Regions from separate parts of the Pan troglodytes genome. Here regions 1, 2 and 4 are each linked to region 3. Evidence: chromatin contacts called from public Hi-C data. All regions are on one chromosome and are shown on one strand. Each heading gives the region's core, a stretch centred on a gene start, on an enhancer-like site or on the middle of the called end of the contact. The rest is flanking DNA. Distances are from core to core; before and after follow the strand shown.

Evidence for each region. Hi-C and Micro-C count contacts between places; a contact is called where the count stands out from the background.
Region 1: a contact with region 3 is called in a Hi-C map of induced pluripotent stem cells, with 3 times the contacts expected there. The contact joins the enhancer-like site here to the promoter of OLFM1 in region 3. A contact is called at or near these places in 4 of 7 Hi-C or Micro-C datasets (blood, induced pluripotent stem cells and stem cell-derived neural progenitor cells), 1 of 1 datasets of contacts at active chromatin or transcription factors (stem cell-derived excitatory neurons) and 1 of 1 other capture datasets (stem cell-derived neural stem cells).
Region 2: a Hi-C map of stem cell-derived neural progenitor cells shows a contact between it and region 3, with 2.4 times the contacts expected there. The contact joins the enhancer-like site here to the promoter of OLFM1 in region 3. A contact is called at or near these places in 1 of 7 Hi-C or Micro-C datasets (stem cell-derived neural progenitor cells) and 1 of 1 datasets of contacts at active chromatin or transcription factors (stem cell-derived excitatory neurons).
Region 4: a contact with region 3 is called in a Hi-C map of stem cell-derived neural progenitor cells, with 3 times the contacts expected there. The contact joins the promoter of PPP1R26 here to the promoter of OLFM1 in region 3. A contact is called at or near these places in 2 of 7 Hi-C or Micro-C datasets (induced pluripotent stem cells and stem cell-derived neural progenitor cells).

What each region holds. Positions count from the first base shown.
Region 1 is chr11:3,031,464-3,036,697 of NHGRI_mPanTro3-v2.0_pri, reverse strand. No RefSeq gene overlaps it. Among named protein-coding and RNA genes, the nearest start is that of PPP1R26, 140 kb to the right of the region's middle. Within about 2 kb of position 2,692, at least 4 of the 24 cell types and tissues checked have an H3K27ac peak or open chromatin away from gene starts, as enhancers often do. A contact at or near this core is called in induced pluripotent stem cells, where this site is marked.
Region 2 is chr11:3,717,734-3,722,879 of NHGRI_mPanTro3-v2.0_pri, reverse strand. It overlaps COL5A1 (collagen type V alpha 1 chain), which reads left to right. Exons shown (of 66, transcript XM_016962039.4): 3 at 2,712-2,925; 4 at 3,974-4,136. Among named protein-coding and RNA genes, the nearest start is that of COL5A1, 60 kb to the left of the region's middle. Within about 2 kb of position 1,514, at least 5 of the 24 cell types and tissues checked have an H3K27ac peak or open chromatin away from gene starts, as enhancers often do. A contact at or near this core is called in stem cell-derived neural progenitor cells, where this site is marked.
Region 3 is chr11:3,296,368-3,300,927 of NHGRI_mPanTro3-v2.0_pri, reverse strand. OLFM1 (olfactomedin 1) reads left to right here and starts at 3,058. Exons shown (of 6, transcript XM_016962045.3): 1 at 3,058-3,530. The coding sequence starts at 3,381.
Region 4 is chr11:2,893,395-2,898,029 of NHGRI_mPanTro3-v2.0_pri, reverse strand. It overlaps PPP1R26 (protein phosphatase 1 regulatory subunit 26), which reads left to right and starts at 2,072. Exons shown (of 3, transcript XM_054658499.2): 1 at 2,072-2,422. LOC112204408 (a long non-coding RNA gene) reads right to left here and starts at 1,711. Exons shown (of 2, transcript XR_002938050.3): 1 at 1-1,711.

The DNA of each region.
Region 1 (5,234 bases), core at 1,443-3,942, 260 kb after region 3:
GCAGAGAGGCTTTTATAGAAAGCCTCACCATTCCCCCTGCACCTAATTTGAGATGAAGGAACTCATTTGCTACAGAAGGCTCTAGAAAGTGGCTGCTGGCATGGTGGCAGGTGTGTGGGGATGGGAGAGGTGGCAAGAGGTCCAGGGACCCAGGCAGGATGGCCACTTATGGGTGTCCAGGCACCCACAGCTGACCCATGGGGCCCAAGCAAGAAGGACACCAAGGCCACAGCGGGTGGAAGGGACCTGGTGGGAGACCCAGCTGAGGACAGCAGAGGCTGAGGACAGCAGAGGCTCGGCCCCACTTCCCCTGTGGTCCCTCGCAAAGCCCCTCCCTCTTTCCAGACTCCTCCCCTCAGAACCTTCTCCATCCGCCCACCGGCCAAGGCTCAGAGGGCTCTGGGGAAGGTGTGCGGGGTGGCAGGGCCCACCCAGGGTCCGGGTGCACCTGCAGGGCAGGCCCCGAGCTGCTCACCTCCCTGCTTTCCTCAGCCTCGAAGCAGCCAGGGCTCCCGGGCAGGGCGCCACAGCAGCCTCTATTTACTCCCCTGTAAAATGGGAAGAAAGTTCTCCCCAGGTGAGGCTGTCTCATGACTAAGTCAGGAACTCCAAGCTGATGCTCTGAAGCCACAGGTTTCCCTGCATCCCCATCACTAATACTGTCCTCTTTCCTACCATGGACAGGGGGCTCAGCGCCCAGGAAAAGAGCTCCACACTTTTCTAGCATCCCCTCGGGAGCTCTGGTTCCATAGAAGGAGGCGCCCAGTGTCCGATGGGGCTGAGCACAGCATGCGGCTGGGGCCCCTGTGTCCTAGGGATCCGAGAGCACACTGTTGGGCAGCAGCCCCTGGACAGGGCCCACCAGCCTTTGTGCAAACCAAGAAGGAGCTCGTCCCCTGGTACCAGGGCACCCAGCTGGCAAGCACAGGTGGCTGGACCCTGGCTCCCTCATTGGCACCTGCGGGGCCACATCGTGACCTTTGTGGGCCCCAGACACCATTCCCCCTGCACCTGATGGATCCATCGCCTTGCCCAGCCTTGGCTCTCAAGGTGACCTTCAAGGACTGCTGCAAGGACTGCCCTGCCAAGGAGCCTGGCACAGGCTGTTGGACACAACCCCAATTACTGACAGGTTCGCAAAGACACCCAAGCTGCAGGGCCTTGGCAGACGGGTAAGCAGCCTGATCTCATCCAGAAATCTTGTCCACGTGCACCTCCCGGGAGCCCTCCTTCGGAGATGGCCGAGGCCTGATGCCCCAGAAGTCACTGTGTCCAGCTCCCACCTCTCCTGCCCCTCAGCCCCTCAGTTCCTCCCTGGGAACCACCTGTCAGCTGCCCCAGCCTGGATTTGTGTTTTCACCCGGGAGTGACTCGGGGCCTCTGGTGGCCTGGGGAGATGGGGGAGCTTCCTGGGTCCAGGCACCAGCAGTCATCTCCGTCCCCAAGGAAGGCCCTGCCAAAGGGCCGGGCACCAGGCGCTCCACGTTTAGGCCAGGACTAGTTGATGGCTGCCCAGGCTCCCAATGACACATTCCCCTCCTCTGGGGTTGTCCCTGCTGGGCCTCTGTGCCAGCTGACAGCCAGAAGTCTGGTGACCGAGCCCGGTGGGGTCTCTGCCTGGGGAGGGGTCCCTGGGTTTTGTCCCCATGCAGTGGGGGCTCAGGAAGTGCCCCCCAGCTTCCTCCTGCCTCTCAGCATTCCCAGCTGCCAGCACAGAGAGGCTGGGCTCAAGCCTTCTCCAAGGCCAGTGCCACCCTCCACCAGGTCCCACGAAGCCTCATGGGGCTGGTGGAGCCACCTGCCCACCTCAGCACTGCATCTCCAGCCAGGGCTGAGTGGCAGTGTGGGCACCACGGCCTGGGACGACAGCCTGGGCTCAGAGTCAGGCTTGTGGCTTTGCCTCTCAGCTTGTGTCTCCTCCCCTGTGGGATGGGGGACTCCGTGGCACCCCCATGATGAACAGGATGCCATGGGCCTCAGCCCAGGGCAGACCTCAGTGTCCTTCCTGTGGCCGCTGCTGGAGGTGCGTGACCACAACACAGGTGTGTATTGATGTCACTTTGCATCATGCCTGCGGGGAGGGCCCTCTCGCCCCATGGTCTCGGTGGGGCCTCATCACACCTGGGAGGTAACTGAGGCATCTCAATTTTACAGATGAGTAAATGGAGGCTCAGAGCAGTTACAGGCTGAGGCTGAGACCTGGGCAGGTCTTTGTCATCTTGGAGTCCAGCGCATACACAGGGCTAGCCTCCAATGGGCTAGAGGGAGCTGCCTCCTACACCTCCCTGTCCCCAGACACACACACAGAACCCCCACATATGCACAAGAGCACGCGGCCACAGGAGTGTGTGCAGGTGTGTGCATGCATGCACGCGCATGCACACACATCCTTGCACAGAATGCACAAGGCACACACAGGCACAGGCGTGTGCACACACATGTACACACACACATGCCTGCATGCATACCTCCCGGCTCCACAGAGGGGAGGGGGCATTTCCCAGGCAGGCTATGCTTCTCCAGCAGTGAGTGAACAAAAACTGTGCTCTGGGTGCCCAGAGCCCGGCAATGAGGGGATCTCACACCCTCCAGGGAGGGGACTCGTCCCCGTCACTGTGCTGACGCCTGGGTCTCCAGAGACCGTCCTGGAACTCCGCCAGGCCTTCCTGGGCTCCAGACAGGCCCGCCACGGGCATGACGCAGCGCCATCTAGCGGACAGCAGGGCTGCAGCGTGGACAGAACAGCCGGACGCCCAGTCCTGGGCTGGCGGCTGAGGGAACAGCCTCACAGGGCAAGAGGGCAGGCAACACCTGCATCTTTCCGGCATAGGAACCTCAAGAAAAGCAAAGGAATATAAGCCTGTGTTCTTTGGAGCCACCGAAAGCTCTGTTCACATGGCAGTCGCTGAAAGTTTAAGGGAGCCACCGCCCCAAGGGGGTTGGTTTCTTTCTTCCCTGTTTTTAAAGATCTTTTAAAATGTCTAGAGAGACCCTGGGATCCAGTGCTGGACGGATGATGCAGGTTTCCGTGCATTTGGTTCTTGCCCCACCCTCAGCCTCAGCCACAGCCACAGCATGGCTCCCTGGTGGTCTCGGGAGCAGGTGAACAGGGAGATCCTGCTGTCGGTGCAGACCCCGCTCTCACGTCAGCCACTTTGCTGGGTAGGAATGAACTGAGACACTGCAGGGCACCCGCTAAGCCCACATCAAGCTCTAATTCCACAGTTATTTTGCAAAGAGGATAATGTTCCCCTGAGGACTCGCTGGATCATCTGCTCTCGGCCAGGGTGGCTGCAGGGCTGTGGGCAGCTGGTGCCTCTAGACAAGACATCTTCACCCCAAAACCCCAGGCCTGGAGTCCCAGGACCCTTTTCTCACCACAGTGACCACCAGGTGGCAGGTCAGGTGCAGAGGGGCCCTCTGCACCCCCAACTCTCAGGGGGATGGGACACCCACCACCCCTCAGGGCCTTCATCCCTCCTGTAAGTAGAGGCTTGCCTTTTGGATACCATGGCAGGGATCTCATATTCATGCCACACAGCAATTCGTGGGGACCTCAGAGATACGCGGGGAGGGCAAACAAGGCCCGCATCTGGAGTACAGCAGTGGGCTTGGCTGGAAGGATGTAAAGGGCACAGGCCGTCTGTCTCTACCCAGAGCCCCTAGAGCCTGCAGCGTCGTGCTGCTGGTGAGAAAGACAGCGGCACCATCACATGCGAGAGACAGTTGTCTGTCGAGAGCCTGCTTGGGCTCCCAGGCTCCCTCATCGCCTGACACCCCCACGTGGGGAGGGGGCGATGACCTTTCACGTAGAGGAAGTTGAAAGCTGCTTTTTTCTTTTTGAATCTCATCTCCACTCAGGGCCACACAGAGAGGCTATTGTGTGTCACTTGCTGGGTTAGGAACAGACGGATCAGGGCTTCTATGCTGCGTCTGCCTGGTCCTGGGAGAGAGAAACTCACACAACCATCTGTCTGGAAGACCTGGGCTTCTCAGGCTAGAGGGTCTGCACATGTAGGTGTGTGTGCATGCATACATATGCCTGCGTGTGGATGTCTGTGCTTCACACAAACAAGTGTACATGTGGGCATATGTGTGTGTGTGCCTGCATGTGCAGCTCTGGGTATGTGTGTGTGTGCATGCATACATATGCATACATGTGCATTTTGTGTGTGCACATGCCCCTGGGTCTCTCTGCATGTGATGCATTTGTGCATGTGTGTGCCTGTGTGCCCGGGTCTGTGTCTATATATATGCATGCATGAATATGTACATTTTTGCACATGTGTGCGTATGCCTGTATGTGCCTGGCTATGTGCACACACATGTGAATGTCTGAGCAGCTCCAGAGGGAGGGCCACCACCCTGCATGGTGGACATTAGTTTGAGCTTGTGAGGACCACAGTGTCCCCCAAAGCCCCTCAACTACAGCCCAGCCCAACCCAACCCGGAGCAGATCACAGGCCCCAGAGACATCTCCAGCCCTCACACATGGTTCCCAAACCCGGGCTATCCTTCACTCTGCAGGGGCGGGCCAGCCCTGCCCACTGCCAGGGACCCGCTCCAAGGCACCTGCAGGAGGGCCGTGGGCGACAGTGTGGGCGCCCAGCAGCAGGAGGGCCTGTCGTGGTCTGTGCACGAAGCTGGTGCGCTGTCTTCTCCAGGAACTCACACCTTCGCTCCCCCTCCCCTGCCAGCCAACACCTCCCTCTCAACAGGACCCTTCCCACTGGCTTCTAAACACTTTCAGGTTTCTGCCATAAAAGAGAAAAAAATCTCCCTCCCTCTCTACCCGCTCCGTGCCTGCTCCTTCTCCACTTTTTGCAGATCAAACAGCATGCCTGGAGTCGAGCCTGCTGGCTCTGTTCCGAGCTGCACTTTGGGCATCCGTGGGCTGCCTTGCTCCTTGTGGGGTGGCTTCAAGAGCAGGTCCCAGGTGTGCCTGCAGCAGTGCCGACACCCCTGAGAACACAGCGCACCCCAGCTTTCGGCGCCAACCACACAGCCAGCAACTGGGCTTAGAAGCTTCCCTGAGGTCGACGCTGCCTGGAAATGGACTTTGCTGCCTGCATTCAGGCCAGGGGCCGTGTTTGCTCCCCCATTACAAGTTGGCCTCATATTAACATGTCTGAGGACTAAGGCTGGTATTCTAGAACACGCCTTTCACTGATTGTGTTAAATAAAAGAGAAAGATGAAAAAACTCAGGAGAATTGGCGGTACCCGCTGTCCCCGT
Region 2 (5,146 bases), core at 265-2,764, 420 kb before region 3:
GACAGCGTAGATTATAAAGTGTCAGCGTCCCAGCTCATGTCATGACTTGAATGGGCCATCTCACAGTGACAATAAATCCATTGTTATTTTGCCAGGAGAGAGATTAATGTTAAACATAATTTATCCTTTCGGGTTTTATCTGAGCTGAGAAAATTTGTTACCATAGAGATTTCAAAACTTGAGAAACGGCATTTTAATGAGCTGCAGGAGATGGGGGTTCGTGGGCCTAGAGGTGCCTTGTGCCGGAGACATGAGTGTGCGCAACTCGTTCTTTGATCTTTTAAGATGGAAGAATGACTCTGGCACTCAGGGTGGCGGTGGGGTGGGGACGGGAGCCAGGTGGCCCTTTGCAATGAGAGTGAGGGAGTGGACTCGGATGGTGACTGCGCCATCTGCCCTCGGTGTGGACAGGGACCTGAGTGCTTCAGGTGAGACCCCACCTGGCCCTCAGTGCCCCATGCACTCCCAGGGACCATGTGGGGCTGCCATGGTCCTGCTGGCAGCCTTGCCATATGGGGTCCCTACGGTGGGTGGGCATGGCAGGTCCCACTCCCTTGCCATAGGTGGGACCAGCTAAGGCTGTCATCTCCAGAGTCCCCCGCCCACATCCCCTCATGTGGAAGGATGATGCAAAGCCATGATCGCAGCAGTTTGGGAGGCCAAGGCGGGCAGATCACCTGAGGTCAGGAGTTCGAGACCAGCCTGACCAACATGGTGAAACCCCATCTCTACCAAAAATACAAAAATTAATCAGGCGTGGTGGCGTGGACCTGTAGTCCCAGCTACTTGGGAGGCTGAGGCAAGAGAATTACTTGAACCTGGGAGGTGGAGGTTGCAGTGAGCCAAGATCTCACCACTGCACTCCAACCTGGGTGACAGAACGAGACTCTATCTCAAAAAAACCCCACAAAAAAACCCAAAAAAACAAAGCTGATGGCTTGTGTCTAGACATGGGAGTCCTGAGCCAGTTCCTCTGTGAAACCTGCCTTTCTCAGATGGCCACACTAACTGTCATCACCCCCACCTGGGGCTGTCCCCAGCTTTGGGGGCAGGTGCCTTGGCCAGGCCCACCTGGGGCCCAGTCTCCTGTGGGAACAGCTGAGTCATGGCTTGGAGCTGGTCAACACAGGGTGCCTGGCCACAGCTGGGCAGCCCTGTTCCCTGTCAGTGCCTTAGTGAGAGATTCGTGACTGCAGGATAAGCCTGCTGCTGTGGCAGCTTCCAGCGCTCACGCAGGCTCTGGGTTGGCCTGTGGGGGCCTTGGAGGGTTTGCCTGGAGTAGTGGCCCCTCATTTTGCAGACCCTCAGGAGATCTCCCTGCAGCACCTTACAGAGGATGCAGAGGCTGTGACAGGCAGCATTCTCCTCCCCCTTGGAAGCCTCAGGATGCTGTGGGACGAGGGGGCCTTCAGCATCCCCTTCCTCCCAGTGTGGTATCTGCAGCTGTGCTGGAGTGACCAGGGGCAGAGGCGGTGACGCTGCTGCCTGCCTTGCCACGATTTCGCCAGCAGAGGGTGCTCATGGATAGCCGCCGTGCAGGCGCTGCTGCCGCAGATCCAGACTCTGCTGCCCCATGGGGTCAGGGGCCTCTGGGCCACCTGGTTAGCCTTTGTTCCCACTTCTAAAGAAGGGGTGGGCCTGGTAATGGATTCACGATGGCTCAAGCCCACCCGCCGGATCCCAGCCCTCCGTAGCGGTGCTGCTTGTGGGGCGGCTCCAGCAGCAGGTCCTGGGCCCCCCTTCCTTGGCATGTCCCTGTTGACATCCTGCTGGAACACCGCTCCTTCTGGCCGGTTCTGAGCAGCCCACAGCCTTAGGCCCAGCACTTTTGGCTGGCCCACCGGCATCAATTAGCCGCAGGCCCTCCATCAGCCCCAGGATCTTGGCAGAACTGCAGGTGGCCCAGGGTGAGAGCATCGCTGCCTTTGCCACCAGGATCGATGGACAGGAGGGGCTGGGGCTCCCGGTCATGCCCACGGATGAGGGGCAGATATGTGGAGTGGGCTTAGGTGCTTGTGGCTGGGCCAGCCTGGGTCTGCCTTTTAATGACCTCAAATTGCTCCTGGCGTGTGTTGTAAGAGGTAATTCCTCCCGTTAACATACTAGGGATATATTTTTTTTCTAATTTTAAATTTGGATTAAATTCTTTTGATGAATTTCCACTTTTTCTCTGTTTTGCATATCAACCTGTAAATGTCACAAAGTACAATTCTAGTGGCGGTTCGAGGCTGTTGCTTCCCTTCTCCCTTCCTCTCTCTGCTTCCTCCCTCCGTCTCCCTCCCTCCCTCCCTCCCTTCCTTGCATGCTAAGTGGTGTGACCCCATGGAGCGTACTAAGACGCCTCAGAAGCAGCCTCCCTCCAGAGGCAGCTCACAGCCCGAGAGGTTCTCCTGAGGGTCAACACACAGATGTGTTAGGCGCAGGAGCTGAGGACAGGGTGTTGAGGGCTCCCAACTGGAAGGACCAGTTGTGTTTCATGGAGGAGTTTGCATTTGCACTGAGTCTTGAAGTGGGCAGGTTTGGCCAAGTGGGAGCAGGGAAGGGCTGCAGGAGCAGTTTGATCAAGGGGCAGATGTGCAGCAGATGGCAGTGCCCCACGACGGGCAGCACAGCTTCCCAGGGTCCCGGGCTGGCTTGTTTGCAGAGAGCCATGGCTGGGTGTGGTTGGGGGGGCTCCCCGACTGCCTTCTCACTTCTGTGCTCTGTTCCAGCATCTGCATTTCCCGAGGACTTCTCCATCCTAACAACTGTGAAAGCCAAGAAAGGCAGCCAGGCCTTCCTGGTCTCCATCTACAACGAGCAGGGTATCCAGCAGATTGGGCTGGAGCTGGGCCGCTCTCCCGTCTTCCTCTACGAGGACCACACGGGGAAGCCTGGCCCGGAAGACTACCCCCTCTTCCGGGGCATCAACCTGTCAGATGGCAAGTAAGTGGGCACTTCTGGGCAACTGTCCCCCTGCTGGAGGGGGGATCAGACCAGCTCATACCACTGACCAGATGTGGGGCACAGTAGAGGACGTGCAGCAGCCGGTACTGAGACTCCCACAGACGCCGCAGCAGAGGAGAGGGTGCTGGGCTCGGAGTCCTAAAACCTGGGTTATGGTCTTGATTCATCCTCTGTGGCTCTGGGGAGTCACTTCTCCTCCCTGGCCCTCCATTACCCCTTTGTAAAGTGCACTAAAGCACATCAAATTCCCGCCTGTTTGTGTCAGAAGGGACACAGGAAATTGTGAGGTTATACCCAACCTTTCCCAGAAAGGATTTCAGGTATCCTTCAAGGACACAGGTGTGTTAGGAGTGGGAGTGAGCATGAGAAAAAGCGGGTCGTGCCAGCATGCTCTGTTGGGTGCAGACCTCAACACCAGGGGTTGTCAGTCTCCTCTTTCGTGGTCAGCACGTGTGAGGTCATGCCCTGATAATCTCCGAACGTCTTCAATACATGATTTCTGAATTCTTCGCCAAGACTTTCAGACAGATCCACTCCTTCCACCATTTCCCGTCCACATCCGGTCTTCTCTGGCTGCCTGCAGTTTGCCATTGGGGTTCAGAGGGCACGTGACGAGTGCTCTCATGCACACAGCAAAATACAACGGCCGCCGCCCTGCCATTCTCCCGATGGCTGTGACCGCACCGCAGGGACCACGCTCCCAGGGACCACACACCTGGGTCCCGAGCCAGTGCCGAGTGCTGTGTGCTCCCCCTTCCCCCTTTCACTTGGGCTCCCGGCTGGGCTTCCAGGGTTCAGACAGCCATCCTTGTCTGAGGGACGAGGATTCTGGGGAATGAGTAGATCTCATGGCACGGGGTGTTGCCCTAACTTGTCTGATTCCAGAGGCTGGGCCTTGATCTGCTCCGCCCCACCATGATCGTGCAGGAAGTGGGCCTTCTTCCTGTGTCTCGAGGAATTTGCAGCAAAATCGCTTGAGCTGGCATCTGTGATCCCAGCCCTGTCTTCACCATCTGTTTCTTTGCAGGTGGCACAGAATTGCTCTCAGCGTCCACAAGAAAAATGTCACCTTGATCCTCGACTGTAAAAAGAAGACCACCAAATTCCTCGACCGCAGCGACCACCCCATGATCGACATCAATGGCATCATCGTGTTTGGCACCCGGATCCTGGATGAGGAGGTGTTTGAGGTGAGCAGGAGGGCGGACCAACCCCCGTGCCCACCAGGGCACTCCTCCTGTGGAGCCACTGTGACTGCTGTTGGAGGAGGCTCCTCGGGCCGGGACCCGCTGGTGGTCCACTGTGGTCACCGTCTCTGTTGGTCAGAAGCCTCTGCTGCCGTCCTAAGAGATGTCTGTGGCTTTCGGAAATGGAGGGGCCAGAGCTGCTGTCGCCTGTAGGCCGTGTGGGGATGGCAGTGGCCGCCCTTGTCCCAAGGGCCCAGTACGTGAGTCTCCTGGGTGCTGGCTCGGAAAGGACAGGGCCTTTGTCCAGCCGCGTGCTGAGGCTCCTGGAAACCTGAATGCTCCTGCCGTCTGTATCCGAGGCCATCCTGGGACAGGGGCAGCTGTCCTCTGGGTGAGCTTGAAGGGCAGAGCTGGGCCACTGTGTGGACGCACCAGGGAGACCCGTGCCGACCCCACTCGGGCTGGCCTCACTCGAGTCTAGCTGTGTCCAGCCAGGGGCCTTGCTTTCCCGGGGAATGCCTCAGAGGCTTGGGAGTTGGGGCCTGAGCTGAGTGGGCTCTGGGACCCTCACTTCAGCCCACGGAGCCCTTCATAGGTTGGGGTTCTGCGTGAGAGAGCAGGAGAATGCCCCGTCCCACTGCCAAGAAACAGGCCGAGAGCTTCTGCAGGTGACCAGTGATCCCCAGCTGCCCCGGGTGGGGGCGTTGGAGTCACCAGGAGCCTGTAGGGGTTCCAGGGCCCTGCCTCCTGGGGTGCTGGGGCGACAGCCTGCACAGGGTCCTGGACTCTGCCCTTTCCAAGGGCACTGCAGTGACCGTTGCCCCCGCGGCTTGGGTTAGGCGGCAGCCAGGACCCCTCCACTGGGCTTCTTTGTCGTTTATGTAAGTTGGGTTTTGCAGAAGATTTGGTTTTGCACCCAGGGCTCTGTGGCTAAAACCTGTTCGAAAGCCACTGGCTTAAATGGTCTCCAAGGGCCATCCCGGCTCTGGGATTTCCTCCTCCAGGGCTGCAGA
Region 3 (4,560 bases), core at 1,809-4,308:
TCTTCTCCCCTTCTCCCTCCCTTTCTTCCTCCCCTCCCCTTGTTTCCCTTCAAGATATTTGCCAATAGCCTGAGGAGAGTATGCGTATTTTTAAACAGCAACCGGGCATCCAAACTTTGTCCCTTGAGGGCATCCTTTGCCAAGGAGCATCGGGAAGTGGCCCAGAGACCTGCTTCCCTCCAAGCAGCCACTCCTAGCTCTGGGACCTGAGTAGGTTTGCATCCTGCGGACCTCACTGTTCTGACTGTGGGTGTCGGTGGTCGTCTGACTGTGGGTGTTGGTGTCGTCTGTGCCCTCAGCTCACCATGTGGCTGTCCTAGGGCTTCTCGAGGTGATTCCCCAATAGCCCACGTGTGTCCGCCTCTTGTAAGGTCTATAGCAAGCTGGGCAGGAGCACCCTCTCACACGTGCGTCTTCTGAGCTCTGAAGCCGGGAGATGCGGAGGGGGTGTGCTTGTTTTTATGTGTGTTGATGAATTTGTACAGACTCCACCAAGGTCAAGGCCTGTAAGGGGCTGGCATGAGGATAGAGACGTGGCTGGTCTAACCTGTCATGACAGGGAGGCTGGTGCAGGCTCATGCCAGGACTCAGAAAGGGGTGGGCAACCTCGTGTCCTTCCCACGAGCGTGGAAGGCAAGGGCCCATGAAATGTCTTCTGGCGGCCTCTGTGGCTCGTGGAACTGTGCGGACAGCCAGGGCTGCTGTGGCCATGCAACTCATGCCACTTCTGGGGCTCGTGAGATTTAACTATGGCCATGACATTTATAAGACGAGGATGCTACCATGTGTATGGGCTTAGCCCTGGAAATAGGCTGTCACCATATGACCTTGGACAGGTCTTATCATCCTTCTAGGCCTGAGACTCCTCATCTATACAGTGGAGTCAATGCCACCACACCATGCACTTCAGTAAGGATTGGGTGCCAGGCATGGCAAAGCCCCAGTGCCACCAGGGGCGCAGCACCTGCCCCATCAGTATTCGTATGATTGTTCAGAGCTGCAGGTGTGATGAGCCCTGGCTTTAAGAGAAGTCGTGAAGAAATTGGGATTGACAGTCCTCTTTAGGAACACTTGGTATTGGCTGGCGCCATGGATCCCCTAATCCAAATGCCTTCATTCTTCAACAATCCATACTTTCCTTCTGGAATGCTCCATGGCCTTCTAAATCCAATTATACTTACTCAAGCCTTATCTGACGACCCTTTCAAAACCATTATGCCCACTGAATCACAGATTTTAGAAACTGGACAGGACAGTTTGGAGCAGGTGCAGGTTGGAGCCGCTCAGGTGCAGGTTGGAGCCGCTCAGGTGCAGGTTAGAGCAGTCCAAGTGCAGGTTAATCTTGTACTTCGTTAAATAAATAAATGTCTATGGCTTCTGAGATAGCCTGACAGTTTTGTGGATTGGATTGGGTTGCATTTGAATTTGTTCCCGCAGAACAAGTGGTCCTTGTCCTTCCGCAGCGGGAGGCGGCGTGAGTGATCTGGACAGACACAGCTTGTGGCCTTGAATCGGTGTTAAACATGCATGGCCAGAGGAGGGGGACGGAGCCAGCCCAACCGGACTTGTGTCTCGGCCTGGGCCCGGTCTGTGAGCCGGGCCTGCAGTCCCAGCTTACACTGGGAGATGGCGCCCTTCCCCAACAGTTGGAATTTCCTGGCATCCGACCCAGCCCGGCTGCCTGAGATTACAGCATTAATCAGAAAAGCAGATCTGAGGGGCTCATTTAACTAGCGGGTCTCACACCCAGCACTCAGGCCAGGATCATCTTGGCTGCAGCTGAAGTCTCTTCAGCCGAGGACTGCGCACACAGAGAGAAAAGCCCCAGGAAGGCGTTGTTCCTCTCAGGCGGGCGCCAGGGAGGCGCGCTCCTTCCGGCCCGGCGTCCGTCTTTCAAATCCCATCCAGGAAGGGAGATTAATTTTCGCCCAGGCAGAGAAGAGTGTAGTGAGTGATCTGGAGGATTCTTTCCTTCCCAAATGGCTGGGAAAGCTTAATGGAAGGCCCCGGAGGAAGTGGCTTTCATCTCCGATTAGAAGCCTTCTGTAAATGCAAAAGCCCTATTAACGTGTTTGACCCAGTCAGGCCTGCGCTTCGGGTGGGACTGACACGCGTGAGTCCTGCTGCGGTCGCCGCAGAGGGCCGGGAAGAGGGGCAGCGTGCGCCACTTGCCCTGCCTCTGGGCCTGGGCGCCATGACTCGAGCGCCACCCCTGAGTCAGTGAGGACACCCCCCAACCCACACCCCTCCACCACAGACCCCAGTCCCCGCCCCACACACCCACCTCCCCAACACCACGCTCATGGGCGTGGTCCCTTCAGCTCCTGAGGTCCAGGCCTGAGCCCCAGACCGTATGCAGCTCCTGCCGGGTGTGCGCCCTCCCAGGGCCCTCACTGCGCACCGCGGGCCACGGCGGACCACCCCAGCCCCCGCCTTGCTGTGCAGGTGTCAGGAGTGCCGGTTGGCTCCCTTCCTCCCAAGCAAGGCCTTAGGGCACCGCGGCTGCCCTGGGATCGCAGGGGCGCCTTTAGCTCTCCACCGATGCCCCGACGCCCCCCTGGCGCTGGAGGCCCTCGCGAGTCTGGCTGCTTTTCGGAGCCTGCCCTGCCTGCTGGGTTTCAGGCGACGGCCCAGGCTGGCTGGGACCCTCGAATCACCGCGGAAAAGGGCTCCAGTAGGCAGGACGGCGCCGTCTCTCTGCCGGCAACCTTTGCCCCAAAGCGGACCCTCTGCGGGGATCGGAGAGGGATGCCCCGGCGTGAGGATGGGAGAAGCCCCGGGACGGGAGGGCCGCGGGCCGTGCCCCCAGCTGGAGTCCCCGCGCCGCCGCCGGGTATTTTATGATCTGGGGGTGGTGGTGTGCCCGTCTCCTCATGTCACCCTGATCCCAACTCCTGGGCGGACTGGAGTTTGCAGACCTCGCTGCCAGCAGCCAGGGGGCGGCGGGGAGCCGAGCGAGAGGAAAAATCCACCCATTTCCTGGGCGGATTGCGTCGGCCCCGCCCGGCCGAGCCCCGCCTCCCGGCCGCGGCCCCCGCGCGCAGCCCGCGCAGCGCTCAGAGCCGGACGGCGCTTCCCGGTGGCGGCGGAGGAGCCCGGAGGGACGCAGCCGGGCAAGGCAGGGCGCGGGGCGGGCGGCGCGAGGCGCAGGGCGCGGCGGGCAGAGGCCGCCTGGCCACCTTCCCTGGCGCCCGGGGAAGGCGCGGCGATGGCCGGGGCGCGCGGGGCGGCGGCGGCGGCGGGCGGGCTGCGGCGGGCCGAGGGGGCGCGGGGACACAGCCAGGCGCCCCTGCCCGCCGCGGTGCCCGCCGCCTGAAGGCCGCCTGGGCGCGGGAGCCGGTGCCAGCTCGGAGCGGGCGCTGGAGGCAGCTCGAGGCGCGATGTCGGTGCCGCTGCTCAAGATCGGGGTCGTGCTGAGCACCATGGCCATGATCACCAACTGGATGTCCCAGACGCTGCCCTCGCTGGTGGGCCTCAACACCACCAAGCTCTCGGCGGCCGGCGGCGGGACGCTGGACCGCAGCACCGGCGTAAGTGCGCCCGCCGGCCGCCTTGGCGCGGCTCCTCCTCCTCCTCCTCCTCCTCCTCCCCCTCCTCGGTCCGGAGCCCCGGGCTGGGCGGGCGCCGCGCGGGACCCGAGTCGCCCAGGGAGGCGGCGGGGAGCAGGGCGGGCAAGGGCAGGCGTCGCGGGCCGACGCAGCGGTGGCGACCCTGCTCCCCGCTCCCCCAGCCTGGGCCACTCCATCTCCGCCCGCGCGCCCCTGGGGCGGCGTTTCCTTCGTCTGGGCCCCTCGCCGCGGGGCCGGGGGAGCTTGGTGGGTTCTCGGAGGCTTGGAGTCCTGGGTCAGTAATCATGAGCCCCCCATTGAAAAGGTTAGGAAACTAAGGCTGGGGACTTGGGGACTTGTCCAAGGTCACACTCAGCGAGTGAGGGGTGGAGCCGCCGCTAGACCCTAGTCTGGGCTCGGTCCAGCGGGGACTCTGAGCCCGCCCTAGTTTGTAAAAGCCAGACTGGCCGGACCGGGCTGGGAGTGGGGCCCCGGCCGGTGGGCTCCGGAGCTCCTGCCTGCGCCTGCATTCCCAAAGTCCCAAGGCGCCTTTTCCTCCCCAGTCCATAGGAGGGTTTATTCCTTCCCCTCCGAGGACGGTGCCGAGGGGCTTGGGTGGGGCCCCTGGGAGCCTGCCCTTGGGCGCTCACCCCCTCGCCTTTGCCTTCGTCTTCTGCGCGCACCCCTCCCTCCTGGCCTCTGAAATTGAAATCGCGTCTCCCTCTCGAGCCTAGCGGGAGGGGAACCGTGGCCAGGGCTGCTTCTGGGCAGAGCTGACTTAGATGGCTGAGCGAGGCTGAGCTGAAACCGCCACCCGGAGGGCCGCGCGGGGAAGGGGCCGCCGCCGGGAAGGCGCGCCCCAGACCACTGGCCCTTTAGGCTGAAAGGAGAGGTGAAGGACGTGAGTCTCCCTCCCTCTCTCTTTTTGCTGCCAGAGGTTTAGTGCCCTGCGAAGAGGGCTCCGTGGTGTGGCTCCCTCCTAAGACCCCTCTTGAGGCCGCCCCCCCTGCTC
Region 4 (4,635 bases), core at 823-3,322, 400 kb after region 3:
CAAACTTGTGTGTAGTAAAAAAATAAAAAGGCAGGACACAGTAGCTCCCATCTGTAATCCCAGCACTTTGGGAAGCCAAGGAGGGTGGATCACTCAAGCCCAGGAGTTCAAGACCAGCCTAGGGAACATGGCAAAACCCCATCTCTACAAAAACATACAAAAACTAGCCAGGCGTGGTGACGTGCACCTGTAGTCCCAGCTACTGGGGAGGCTGAGGTGGGAGGAAAACCTGAGCCTGGGGAGGTTGAGGCTGCAGTGCCATGATCACGCCACTACACTCCAGCCTGGGTGTACACAGAGTAAGACCCTGTCTCAAAAAAAAAAAAAAAAAAAAAAAAGGTTGAACAAACAAAAAACCAAAATCCAAAGTCAAAAGAAAAATGACAGAAAAATAAATGCAATGTACAAGAGTATATTGTACTACTGTACAATATTCTGTGTTATTGTACTGTTGTACAATACACTTTTTTTCTGAGACAGAGTCTCGCTCTGTCACCCAGGCTGGAGTGCTGTGGCACCGTCTCGGTTCACTGCAACCTCCACCTCCTGGGTTCAAGCAATTCTCCTGCCTCAGCCTCCCGATTATCTGGGATTACAGGCACCCGCTACCACACCCGGTTAATTTTTGTATTTTTTAGTAGAGACGAGGTTTCATCATGTTAGCCAGGCTGGTCTCAAACTCCTGACTTCAGGTGATCTGCCCAACTTGGCCTCCCAAAGTGCTGGGATTACAGGCGTGAGCCGCCGCGCCCGACCATACATTGCATTTACGCTCTTGTACAGAGCAGCATACGGCACAGAGAAGAGCTAAATTCCTTACGGTAACAAGCTCTTAGAATCCCTAAGAAAAAGACACACAGCCCAACAGAAAAATAAAAAATGGGCAAAGAACACAGACAGGCAATATTCCAAATGGCCAATAATAAAATGAAAAGATGTTCAACATCACCAGCAGTCAAAGAAATTAGGATTCAAGTGATGAAAAGGGGTGTTTCGCCTATCAGACTGCCAAAGACATCACGCAATGACCTATCTCAGGGCTGGCAAGAGGACAGGCAAGCGGGCATGCCCGCTCACCAGCGGGTGGACGGCAGGCTGGCCCCGCATTTCTGGAGGGCATTTTGGCAAAATGCAGCATAGTCTTTGGCCCGCCGGCCTCTTCTAGGGATTTGCCCGCAGGAAATGCTCAGAGCCGCTCTAAGGAGGCATCATGAAAGCTGTTCACCACAGCACTGTTTTAAAAACTGTGAAGCAGCATGCCAAAACCTTAACAGCCCATGTCTCTGGGAAGTCACCTTATTAATTAGATCATCTCCCCAAAGTTTGGTAATGAAAGAGTATTATTTCATGAGAAAAAAACATTGCTTTTTGAAAAAATTCACGAAGGCATTAAAACAATTCTTTAATGGGTTTCCTGACCCAAAACTGGCCCTCCAGCTTCCCAGGCTGGCATGACTAGAAGCACCCCTCCAAGGCAAGTCTCTGATTTTGATCCTATCAAATCTCTGACACTTTCTAGACAGGAACCGAACCCACAAATTCATCTCCCAGACACGTGTGGATCAGGGCCCAGGGGGCTCACAGAAGCAGCGCGGTGCCCCTGCGCACCATCTGCCCCTTCCACGAGTGGGCGCTGAGGGAGGATCCAGTCGGGTCTGCCCGTTCCCCGCCGCCCGGGGATGCTGAGCACACCCGGGCCACCGCCAGCCTCGGGCACACACCCTGGACCTTTTATAAAACAAAACTGGGAAGACTTTCAAGGTCACATGGTCAGTGCACAGCAGAAGCAGAAACAGCAGCGGCCTCAAGGTCCGGGGCAGTTCCTAGAAACTGTTCCCTCCCCCGAACCTGGCGGCAGGTGTGCTTGAGGAGCCGCCACCCCGGGCAGGTCGTGCGTCCACTCCCCGCCGCAAGCTCGGGTGGGGCAGCCGCGGGGACACGCGGGGGCCGCCCCCGACCCCGGCCCAAGGCTGTGGGGCTGGAGGGGCGGGCAGGCCGGTCTCAGCCCGGAGCCCCGCGTGAACTTCGGGGAGGAACTCGGTTGGCGCCGGGGCCCCGCACGCTCCCTCCCCGCGGCTCCGAGCGCTTTCCCACGGCCACGCCCCCCGCGCCCAGAACTTCCCGGCGACCCCGCGCCCCCTGCGCGCCCCCCGGAGGTGGCCGCGGTACGGGAGGCGGGCAGCACGGGGCTCGGCCCGGCCCAAGCGCCTTCGCCCCGCACCCCGCCGAGGGGGCCGCGTCCGAACCGGGCGGGGCGGGGCGGGGGCGTCCCCGGGGCGCGGGCGCGGCGGCAGGTGGGCGCGCTCTCGCGGGCGGGGGTCCGGCCGGGCCGCGCGCCTCCCCCGGAACTCGGCCGTGCCATTCCCATGATGCCCAGCCACGGGCACGGCTTCCGGAGTGCGGCCGCCGCCGCCACCGTCCGGTAGGTCGCGGGGAGGGGGCGGCTTGGGGGGGTCGCCCCGCCCCCCGCCCCGCCCCTCCCGCGCTTCCCACGGCGCGGCCCGGGCGCGGGGCGGCGGCAGCGGCGGCGCGCGGGGAGGCGGGGAGGCGGGGGGCCCGGCCGGACGCCCCTGCGCCCCCTCCCCGCGCCCCGGCCGAGGGCGGAGCGCGCTGGCCCTGCAGCCTCCGGCCCGCCCCCGGCCCGCCGCCTTCCCCGGGACGTGGGACGCGGGCGCAGGTGGGGTCCGCGCGGCGGGCGGCGGGGGACGGGCGGAGGTGAGCGGGTGCAGGGCCGGGGCCGGGGGGCTCGGGGGCTGGGAAGCTGGGGGGTCGGGGACAGGAGGGCCAGCCAGGCCGGGGCCGGCGCGCCGTGCAGGCCGCGGCGGGCGGGCGGCGGGGGCTCCCCGAGGCAGGCGGACGGGGATCGGCGCCGGGGCTGCTCCGTTCCCCGGGCGGGGATCCTGTCTCTGGCCTCCGTGCGACTCTCGGTCCGCGCGCCCCGCGCTCCTGGAGCCCCAGGTGAGGCGCAGGTGAGGGCCCGCGGTGGGGAGCTTGGGCCCGGCCCGGGGCGGCCGCTGCCCTCCGAGAATGGCCGCGGCCCGGCCGGCCTGGAGACTGCGGTTCACGCCCTGCGCCAGGCGGAGCTTCCGGGAGGGTGGCCGCTCTCCCGGGCCCCAAGCTCGCTAGTCCTCGGATCCCAGAAACATAACTCCGGGGGTGCAGACCTGCTTGGAGGCCCGGCCTCTTCCCTGGGGAGGCTTTCGCTCCCGCCGGGCCGAGGACCAGGTCGCCGATCCGAGCGGCTAGGGTGAGCGCGCCCTCGGGGAGGGGAGCTCCCGTGGGGGACCCTGCCCAGCCCGCAGGCCGTGAGTAGCCCAAGCTTGGGAGTCGGGGGAGGTCGGGCAGGGGCAGCCGGGAGGGGCTCACCTTGCCTTCAGTTCCCAAGCACAGGAAATGGCGGTGCAGCTTTGCTGGGGGACGCTTGTAGTGAGGTTGTAAAATTGCAGCTTCTGGAAGGCTGGGAGCTGAATTCTAGCCCACGCCCACTTCTGGGTGGCTGGAGCGGGTCCTCCTGCTGCCCCGCCCGCTCCTGCACCGGGGCTCCTCTCCCTGGCCTGCAGACCCTGGCCTCCCTACCCTGGGGGAAAACCCCACCTGGGAGGTAAGACCGCTGGCTGAGCTGCTTTTCGGCCAACCGAGAAATGTAGAGTATTTGGGGGCGTTTCTCACAGGTGGGCAGACTGTTAGGATGGCGAGGGCCCAGTGTGGGTGCGTTGGTTCTCTCCAGAAGGTTGATGTATGGACCGAGAAGGTACCCGAGTGTTCTCCACCGCTTCCTAAAATCTGACACCGTGTGGCCTTGGGGTGCAGGTGCTGGGTGTCCCCACAGCCACCCTCAAGACCGTATCCTGAGGCAGCAATTTGACAAAGCCTGCACCTCTGGCTTGGGCCCACACCTATCTCTAAGGACTGATTAGGGGGCTTTTCTTGTTGTTGTTGTTTTTTTTTTTTTTAGAGCCGCTGGAGTGCAATGGCTGATCTCGGCTCACTGTAATCTCCGCCTCCCTGGTTCAAGCGATTCTCGTGCCTCAGCCCCTGGAGTAGCTGGAACTACAGACGTGGGCTCCCACGCCCAGCTAATTTATGTGTTTTTAGTAGAGATGGGGTTTCGCCATGTTGGCCAGGCTGGTCTCGAACTCCTGGCCTCAAGTGATCCACCTGCCTCCACCTCCCAGAGTGCTGGGATTACAGGTGTGAGCCACTATCCCCGACCCAGGGGGCTTTTCAAGAATGATTCAACTCGCATAATGTTTTAAAGCCACAAGCTGTCCTGGGGAGACGACCCCCCTCGATTTTTTTTTTTTTTTTTTTTTCTTTCTGAGATGGAGTCTCGTTCTGTCTCCTAGGCTGGAGTGCAGTGGCGCGATCTCGGCTCACTGCAACCTCTGCCTCCCGGGTTCAAGCAATTCTCCTGTCTCAGCCTCCCCAGTAGCTGGGATTACAGGCACACGCCACCACGCCCGGCTAATTTTTGTATTTTTAGCAGAGGAGGGGTTTCACCATATTGGCCAGGCTGGTCTCAAACTCCTGACCTCAGGTGATCCACCTGCCTCAGCCTCCCAAAGTGCTGGGATTACAGGCGTCAGCCACTGCACCTGGCCAGATTTTTTAATACCATTCTTGAACTAGGTGATT